Regions from separate parts of the Ovis aries genome. Here region 1 is linked to region 2. The links are chromatin contacts, called in public Hi-C maps. All regions are on one chromosome and are shown on one strand. Each heading gives the region's core, a stretch centred on a gene start, on an enhancer-like site or on the middle of the called end of the contact. The rest is flanking DNA. Distances are from core to core; before and after follow the strand shown. Region 1 overlaps NEDD4L (NEDD4 like E3 ubiquitin protein ligase). Region 2 holds the start of NEDD4L (NEDD4 like E3 ubiquitin protein ligase).

The links. A called contact is a pair of places that touch in the nucleus more often than the background predicts.
Region 1: a Hi-C map of hypothalamus shows a contact between it and region 2, with 3 times the contacts expected there. The contact joins the enhancer-like site here to the promoter of NEDD4L in region 2. A contact is called at or near these places in 5 of 16 Hi-C or Micro-C datasets (blood, hypothalamus, liver and 2 more).

Annotation. Positions count from the first base shown.
Region 1 is chr23:57,647,737-57,651,938 of ARS-UI_Ramb_v3.0, forward strand. The region is part of intron 3 of NEDD4L (NEDD4 like E3 ubiquitin protein ligase); the gene reads left to right. Among named protein-coding and RNA genes, the nearest start is that of TRNAE-UUC, 130 kb to the left of the region's middle. Within about 2 kb of position 2,180, at least 10 of the 54 cell types and tissues checked have an H3K27ac peak or open chromatin away from gene starts, as enhancers often do. A contact at or near this core is called in hypothalamus, where this site is marked.
Region 2 is chr23:57,503,048-57,507,015 of ARS-UI_Ramb_v3.0, forward strand. It overlaps NEDD4L (NEDD4 like E3 ubiquitin protein ligase), which reads left to right and starts at 1,986. Exons shown (of 33, transcript XM_042239245.1): 1 at 1,986-2,343; 2 at 2,692-2,826. The coding sequence starts at 2,797.

The DNA.
Region 1 (4,202 bases), core at 930-3,429, 140 kb after region 2:
TTTATGCATTATAATTGGATCACCATGGTGATATCAACCTTAGGAGATAGAAACTAGTCTTTGCAGGTTCCAGTGGAGGAAAGCCCAGCATCAGAAAGGGTAAGCCACTCGCCGGAAGTCTCAGCAGGGAGGCGGCAGAGCCAGCTTGGCCTCCAGGTGGCGTAGGCTCTGTTCTCATCCACGTTGCCTGCGTAGCTCCTGGGGCACCTGGTCCAGCCCCCAGCCGGTCTGATCCATCTGGCTTGGGGTGAGATCTGGGCATTGGTGTTCACAGGCCCCAGGGGTTTGGAATGGGCCGGGAAGCCACCAGCAAAGGCTGAAGGTCCCTGACGGTCTTAACGTGGTGAAGGGCTCAGACCGCTGGTTCTCTCCTTTCCGGAAGAGAACTCTGGCTCACATGGTCAGGCCTGTCCTTATGTGAGAAAGTCATCTTTGAAGTAAGTAAGAGATGCTTGGAAAGATGTGAAGCGGTAGACAGTGGGCAGGACTGTTGTAGGCAGGAAGCGCTGGGCATATCGAGGGTTCCAGGAGAAAACTCGCTTTCCTGTCTCTCCGGATGGTAGTCTTTGATGGTCAGCCTTTATCAGCTTCCCATGAGATGACTGCAGGCAGGCCAGGGGAACGCAGAGGAGCATTGTGATGACTTCACGTTTGTCCTCCTCGGGGCACTGGGTTTCTGCACTCATGCCTGGAGACGTTACTCGGCTGCACTGGCAGGTGTGGAGTGGAGCTGGGGGACAGGAACCCGAGAAGGAGGCGCAGCTTCTGGATGGGAAATTCAATGCACAGGGTGGGGACTGGGGAAGGAAGGTTGTAAAGGGAAAAAAGTGTTTCCTTAGGGTGGTTGTCACCTGGGACACACGCGCGCACACAGCACGAGAGCTGTGAGCTTTAGTTTTATTGGGGAACTCACTGAGGACGCCAGCCCGGGAGACAAGCTCTCGGACTGGTCTGAGCAACTGTTCTGGAGAGGTGAGGGTGGGTGGGGGCGCTATGCCTAAAGCTTCTCTTCTGCGTGCATGGGTGCTGAGTCACGTCTCAGAGACAAGAGTTTTGGGTGAAGTTAGAAGAGGATAGATTTATTACTTGCCAGGCTAAGGGAGACATAGCTGGTTCTTGCCTCAAAACTATGGATCCCAACTTGGAGAGGATAGTGAGAGGTTTCACAGTGATGGTTCAAAGAGGGTGTGATCAGCTTGAGGACATTCTTCTGATGGGTTGGTGTTGAGGTATGGAGGAGGCACCATCATCGGCCTTCATGCTCCAGCTGGTCTGGGGTCTACATGCTTGTGGGCAGCATACCGTGTTAATTGTTAACTTCTCCCACCTGGAGAGGTTTCACTATCTGCAGAATAGCTCGAAGATATTGTTGCGTGTGTCCCTTAATGGGGAAACAGGACCTCGCCCCAAGGGTGCTCTTGACGGTTTCTCGTTGGTCTCCGATCTCCTCCCTTCCCTAATTAATAACCGTTTGGATCTGTCCGTTGGAACTTAGGGAAGGTCATGGAAACTGAATGATGACTTTCCCTGTAATCAAAGAAATGGGGGACGCAGAAAGGCTTTCTGCCCAGGAGCCCCACTGGACCCTGCTTGGTATTGGGGGGTTGTAATTTTGGTAAAGACTGCAAAGAGATCCAACCAGTCCATCCTAAAGGAAATCAACCCTCAGTACTCATTGGGAGGACTGATGCTGGGAACCCCATACTTTGGCCACCTGATATGAAGAGGCAGCTCACTGGAAAAGACCCTGAAGCTGAGAAAGATGGAGGGCAGGAGGAGAAGGGGGCGACAGAGGATAAGAAGGTTGGATAGCATCACTGAATTGATGGACATGAGTTCAGCAAACTCCAGGAGGTGGTGGACAGGGAAGGACAGGGAAGCCTGGTGTGCTGCAGTCCATGGGGTCGCAAAGAGCTGGACACGACTTAATGACTGGGTAGCAGCGACGTGCAACCAAACACACATCTCGGTAGGAGGCTCCTGCTAAGCCATGAAGAGCAGTGTCTCCATGAGTGATTTTAGTGCTTTTCTGGGCATGAGGAGATGGAAGACATTGGGTTGATAAAATTTTCTCCTGAAGGCCTGTTCTGTTTTTTCAGAGCACAGAGTGCCCCGTCCCTGATCTCCATCCTGAACCCCTGCCAGGGAGTGTGGAAGGCCCGGGACAGCACCAGCCAGTGACTTCATTCCTGTAGGGCCAGAGAGTGACAGTCTCTCAATTGTCCCTGTAAGCCCGGAAAGGAAGAACTGGAAGGTTAGGAAACTGCGCGATTGGGCTGTATGTTCGTTGCGCTCTCTTATGCCCAGATGTTGCGCTCGGTCCTTGCCATGAGTGATGTTCATAGAGGGTGTGTGAGCCCACATCTGACACGCGTCATTTTCGCCTTTCCTCAGACAGGGCTTCACTAAGCTACTGGGGAAGGAGAGATGTAAGGCAGAGCACATGTGTAGAACTTCAGAGCTGAGAGACACCCTGGAGCCGGGAGGTCTCACGCCTGGCCCTGCCTTAGGGGAGCCTCGGAAACACACTGGTGTCGGGACTCCCTTGTGAGATTCGTCCGTTTGTCCTGGAGTCACAGCTAGAGGCAGGGTGAGGCCTTGGGCCCCCCGAGCGTGGCACAGTCTGCTCCTGTGACGAGGGCCGGCCCCGGGGCTCTCTCCAGGATCGTGTCCCTCAAGCCCCTCAGTCTCTGCTCTTGACTTTCCCAAGAGCATCCCACTCCTGGGAATGGATGGAAGTTGCGTAAATGCACACTTCCGTGCACATGCCAACTCACTTCAGTGGTATCCAACTCTTGGCGACCCCATAGACTGTGGCCCACCAGGCTTCTCTGTCCATGGGATTCTCCAGCCAAGAACACTGGAGTGGGTTGCCATTTCCTCCACCGGGGGATCTTCCTGACGCAGGGATCGAACCCCTATCTCCTGGGATTCCTGCATTGCAGGCAGATTCTTTACCACTGAGCCACTGGGAAAGCCCTGAACACACAGGCACACCTAAGGAGAAGCTGGTCTCTCTGCACAAGTGATCAGGATGTATAGTCTGGCGAGCAGGTTCATTCATGCATTGTCTTTCTAATGAAAATGGTTGCACAGCTTAATGTTCTTCCAGTCGGTATGTGTGGCGGCAAAGAAGTGGGGAGCTGGTTCTTTCTCTGCACTGCTCTCCTGCATCAGTCAGGGAGCCCTGACCTTCTCTCCCGGGCCCCTTTGTTATGCAGCAGGGCTGAGAAAGAAAGACTTATCTTTCAGCCATCCAGGGCACCAGGCAGAGGCCAGGAAGCCAGACTGGGGCTTTGTACTCCCCCACCAGCTCTGAGACTCTTTGTCTTCATCTGGTATTTACTCAACACCTGTCACCTCCTGGGAATCTTTAAAATTGTTCTGGAAAGAAACCATTCTGCCTCAAGTGTCTATTTTTAGACTGTGTATAAAGCCCACATTGGATTTCTGCTGCTGCCTCTCTATTTGGTGTTTGAAAGGCAATGGGATCTTTTGTCTTTAAAAGTTCAGCACCTCTGACTGCTTTCCCACCTGAACCCCAAACCCCTGGGATGCTCTGGGGTTTAGCTCTTCTTCCCTCATTCTGACCAGAACTGAAACCACAGGCGATGACCTTTACATCAGAGCAGATGAAATAATACACGTGGGGGAGTGGAGGGAAGGAAGCTATTTCAGTACATTGAGCCTGGAGTTCGAGTGAGTGTGAATCCGGCTGTCTGGATGTGCTCTGGGCATATTTATCCTGTTCAGCGAGACTGCTTTGAGCTTTGGACTCTGCAGAAGCTGTCCAAGTTCAAGACAGGTCTTTCTGACAGTTCCTAGCTGAAGGAGTTAGCAGTGTGGATAAAGAATGTCACCTGCCACATCCGTAAACAAAGAACCATGTGCCCATCAAGCCATCGGCCACTGCATTCCCCCTCCACTGTGCACCCTGAAGGCGAGAAAAGCAGGACAGTGGCCCTAAGAGTTAAGCGTTAGTTGCTCAGTCCTGTCCAACTCTGAGACCCCCATGGACTGGAGCCCACCAGCCTCCTCCATCCATGGCGGACGATACTGGAGTGGGCTGCCATTCCCTCCTCCTGACCCAGGGCAGATGGTTTACTGCCTGAACCACCAGGGAAGCCGGTGCTTAGGGAAGCACTGAACTCATTGGCTTGATGAGCAGCAATCTTTGTGATGCTGACTGCCTGGTTTCAGTT
Region 2 (3,968 bases), core at 736-3,235:
GAGTGTAGGCAGGTGCAGACTATTGTGGTGGGGGCGTGGGAGCAGAACCCTGGAGACAGGGCAGCAGGAGGAAGCAGGATACACCCCTGGAGTTCCCAGATGACAGAGCCTCACCTGGAGATAAAGTCCAGAACCATACACTGCCTGCCAGTAAAGAGCCTGCCTGCAATTCGGGAGACCTGGGTTCCATACCTGGGTCAGGAAGATCCCCTGGAGAAGGGGATGGCAACCCACTCCAGTATTCTTGTCTGGGAAATCCCATGGACAAAGGAGCCTGATGGGGTACAGTCCACAGGGTTACAAAGCATTGGACACGACCGAGCGACTAACACTACAATACGAGGTGTGGGAAGGGTGTTCCGTGTAATTAGAAATTACAAGTTTCTATTTAAAATTTGAAAAAAGATTACCTTTCCCCTCATATAAAAAACTGTACAAAACTTGACAAAGACCTGGCTAACGAGGATAAAGGAGCAGTAACTCCTGTAGAAACCACAGGCTTGTTGAAGAGCACATGGGAATTCTTGTGTGGGCCTTTGTGTGTGTGTTTTTGCAAGTCTTTATGAAAAGAAACATAATGTAGATCTGAAAAAGTAAAAAAACTTTGGCCCGGACAGAAGGTACAGAGAATCGCCTTTTTAACTGTTCCTCCATAAATGTGATTTTTTTTTTTCTCGGTTGGGCTTCTGTGGCATCTCAGCCCTGTGATTTACTGGCTCACGATGTGGGGAGAAGGCTTCTGAGTAGGGTGTTGACGCCAAGGGGCTTTGTCTGGAAAGAAAACCCAGCGTTCGCACAACTTTAAGCCACAGCCATGTTGTCAGGAGGCAAAGGAAAGCTTCTATTAGGACGGGTGTTTCCCTTCGTTTGAAAGCCAGCTAGATACTTAGAACAGGAGCTGCGGTCGGGCTTGGTTGGGGGGAGGCTTTGGGACCACGTGATTGCTTTCTGAAACAACTGACTTGAATGAAAATCCTAAAGGCACCCTGTGAATACCAAAGAGGGCACTTTGATGTTTTCTTTTCAAAGGCAAATAGCATGTTCTACTTTTGTTTCCTTTCTGAACCCACAACTGTACTTAACAACGAAATGTAAGGACAGGCTTCCTGAAAAAGTCGAGTGACTAATTTCTCTCTTTAATTTAGTCTCTGGCGTTCCTATACATCTGATGGATTAAATGAACTGCTTGCTGGAGAAACAGTAGCCGGGACGTGGGAAGAACCCTACCGTGGCTAATACGATGTCTTAATAGCTTGCCTCTGCAGAGGATAACCTTAAACTTCAGTCTGCGATTTCACGTTGCGGATCACAAAAGAGTGGCCTTTGGCTCAAAGAGCCACGCTGTAGGTTTTCGAGGGGGTGGGCGTGTACTCAGAGCGGGCGCCGGGTCGGTTTTGTTCCCGGCAAGGTTGACGCAGGCAGTGGCGACTCGCGGCCACGCCGGGGCAGCCTCTCCCCGGCCGCGCGGCCCGGCTCCGGGGCGCCCACAAAGCCGCCAAGTTGGGCTTGCCAGGGTTTGCCAAGAATTTAAAGGTGTCCAGAAACATCCATCTTCTCCCCCCTCCAACCCCCTTTAATAATCACGGCGGGCCCAGGGTTCTTCGTAGAAAGACCTCGGGGAAGAGAAATGGGACTTTCTTGTAGAAAAAGTCTCCAGCGCCCCCAAATGCCCAGCACGCCCACTCCCGCAAAGCGGAGAGGAGGGTGGGTCTGCTCCTAGGGCCGAGCGCCCGCGCTCCTCTGAGACCCGCCCCGCGGCCGGGGGCGCCCGTGGCGAGCCGGAGGGGGGCGTGGGGGGGCGAACCCAGCCAGCCCGGCGGCCCGCCCCCCAGCCCGGCCTGTGATTGGCTTGGGGGGCGCGTGTGCCCGCCCCGGGGAGGCGGGGAGGTCCCCTCCGGGCGCCGGGGCGGGAGGGGGCGGAGGAGAGGGCGGGGAGAGCGGGGGCCGGGAGGGACCGGGCGTAGGGGCAGGCGCGCCGGCTTCTCGAGGCTGGAGAGCGGGCTGGGCGAGGGGCGGAGAGCGGCGGGCGCGCGGGAGGAGGGAAGCCCGGGGGCGCCGCGCCGCCGCCGCCGCCGCCCGCTGCACGGCGCGCTCTCGGGAGCGCACGGTCCGCAGCCTTCCGGGAGGAAGCGGCGCAGGCAGCGGCCGAGGCGCGAGCACTCGGGCCCCCTCACCTGCGGCGCCGGGCCGGCCGTCCTCGGAGGCGGCGGCGGAGGAGGGGAGACCCGGCCGCCCAGACGCGCTGCAGCCCAGCCGCCCGGGAGCGCCTCTGATCCCGCGCGGGGCGCCGGCTCCATGGCGACCGGGCTCGGGGAGCCGGTCTACGGACTTTCGGAAGAAGAGGTGAGCGGCGCTCCCTTCCCCGCGGGACTCCCCGGGGAGTTCCCTCCCGGCGGCGGCCGGCGGTGGGTACTGGGACGACCCCCTTGGATGCTCGTCCCCCCCGCCAACCCGCGCGCCTGCAGGGGCACCCCAAAGGCGGGCGCGTCCGGGGGCAGGGGTCCCGGCGGGGTGCTCACAATCTTCCGCCCGGCGTCCCCTCCCCCCGGTGCAGCGCACTGTTGGTAAATAAAGCGGTGCGAGCTGGGGTTCCCTCGGCGCTCCCCGCCTTTGGGTGCGAGGGGGGCGCGTGCGGCTCCGCGCCGCGTCTCCCGGGGCCGTGGGGCAACTTTCCGCCTCTCGTCCCTGCAGCCCTGGAGTCCATGATGGGTGTCGCGTTTGGAGAGACCCGCGCCGCGCGGGGGAGCCCGGGGCCGCGGCGGAAACCTGGATTGTGTCCCCCGCTGGAACTTTCTCATGATGGTGTCAGCAAGTGCTCTGCTGCGTGTGTGTGTGCTTGTTACGGTGGGAGCGGGTGAAACCTTATGAGCCGTGCGTGTCCGACCCTCCGTCTTGCACAGTCTGAAGCCGAGAGTGTGCATTTCGGGGTCTTTGGGGTGGGAGGGGGAGATCCCGCATGGTGGCAGGTGCTGCTGGAAACTTGGAGGACGCTTGCAGCCCTGCCATTTCCCGCCCCCCCGCCCGCCCCCCTCAACCCGAGGATCCAGCCCCTCTGGGGCGGGTGGAAGGAGGAAGCTCCATTGATCTTTTTTATTGATGAAGCCAATTAAGTAAGCCACGCCCCCGAGGCCGTCCGCTTGCCTGCAAAGGGCTTTGTTTTTTACCCTCACTCTTTCCTCGCGGGTTCCCACTCCCCCCTTTTGAGGCGATCCTGCTAACTCACTGCTCAGCCCTCTCGCGACCAGCCAGGCTCGGCCCTTATTGGTGTGTTGCGCTGCCAAAAAGAGGGGTGGGAGGCTGTCGCCGCGCGGCGTGACGGGCAGGCTGGATGGAGCAGGTAGGAGGGGTTGGCCATCTGGCCGGGTGCGCTCTCAGGTCTGGCTCCCCTTTCGAGAGGTGAATTTACAACCCATGAGGCATTACTCAGCGGGGAGGTATTTCCTATCCTGGTTGTGCATTTCATGAAAAGTTAATGCCTGGAAATTCAAGGATTTCTGGGTTTCTCTTTTTTCCTCTCCTTTCTTTTCTGAGATCCCCTCTTTCTCTGGTGATAGGGGTGGGGTTAATAGAGAGGCTCTTATCCGAGACTCGACAATGTTATGGCTTCTCTCCCGTCAGCTTTCCTATCCTGGTTGTGTGTGTGTGTACGTGTGCGCGCGCGCGCGTTCCGTGTGTAATGGAATAGGTGTCTTAGGGTGGGGAAAGTGTCGGGGGTACGTTTCAACCCCTTACTCCTTTAACGGTGCTTGGTAAAGCTCGCTGTGGTGTTGATTTTATCAAAGAGCGATCGCAAAGCAAGTATTGGCATTTCCGATCATTTTGCCATGCTGCACTTTTGTAAAATACCCCCGTTTCCGTGCAGTTAACTGAGGGGAAGGATGAAAAGTACCTTTGTTTCATTTACCCAGGGGGATCTCCTCTCCTCTGGTTTTCTCTTTGAGGAGCTTTCTCTTTCATTCTCTACTTCT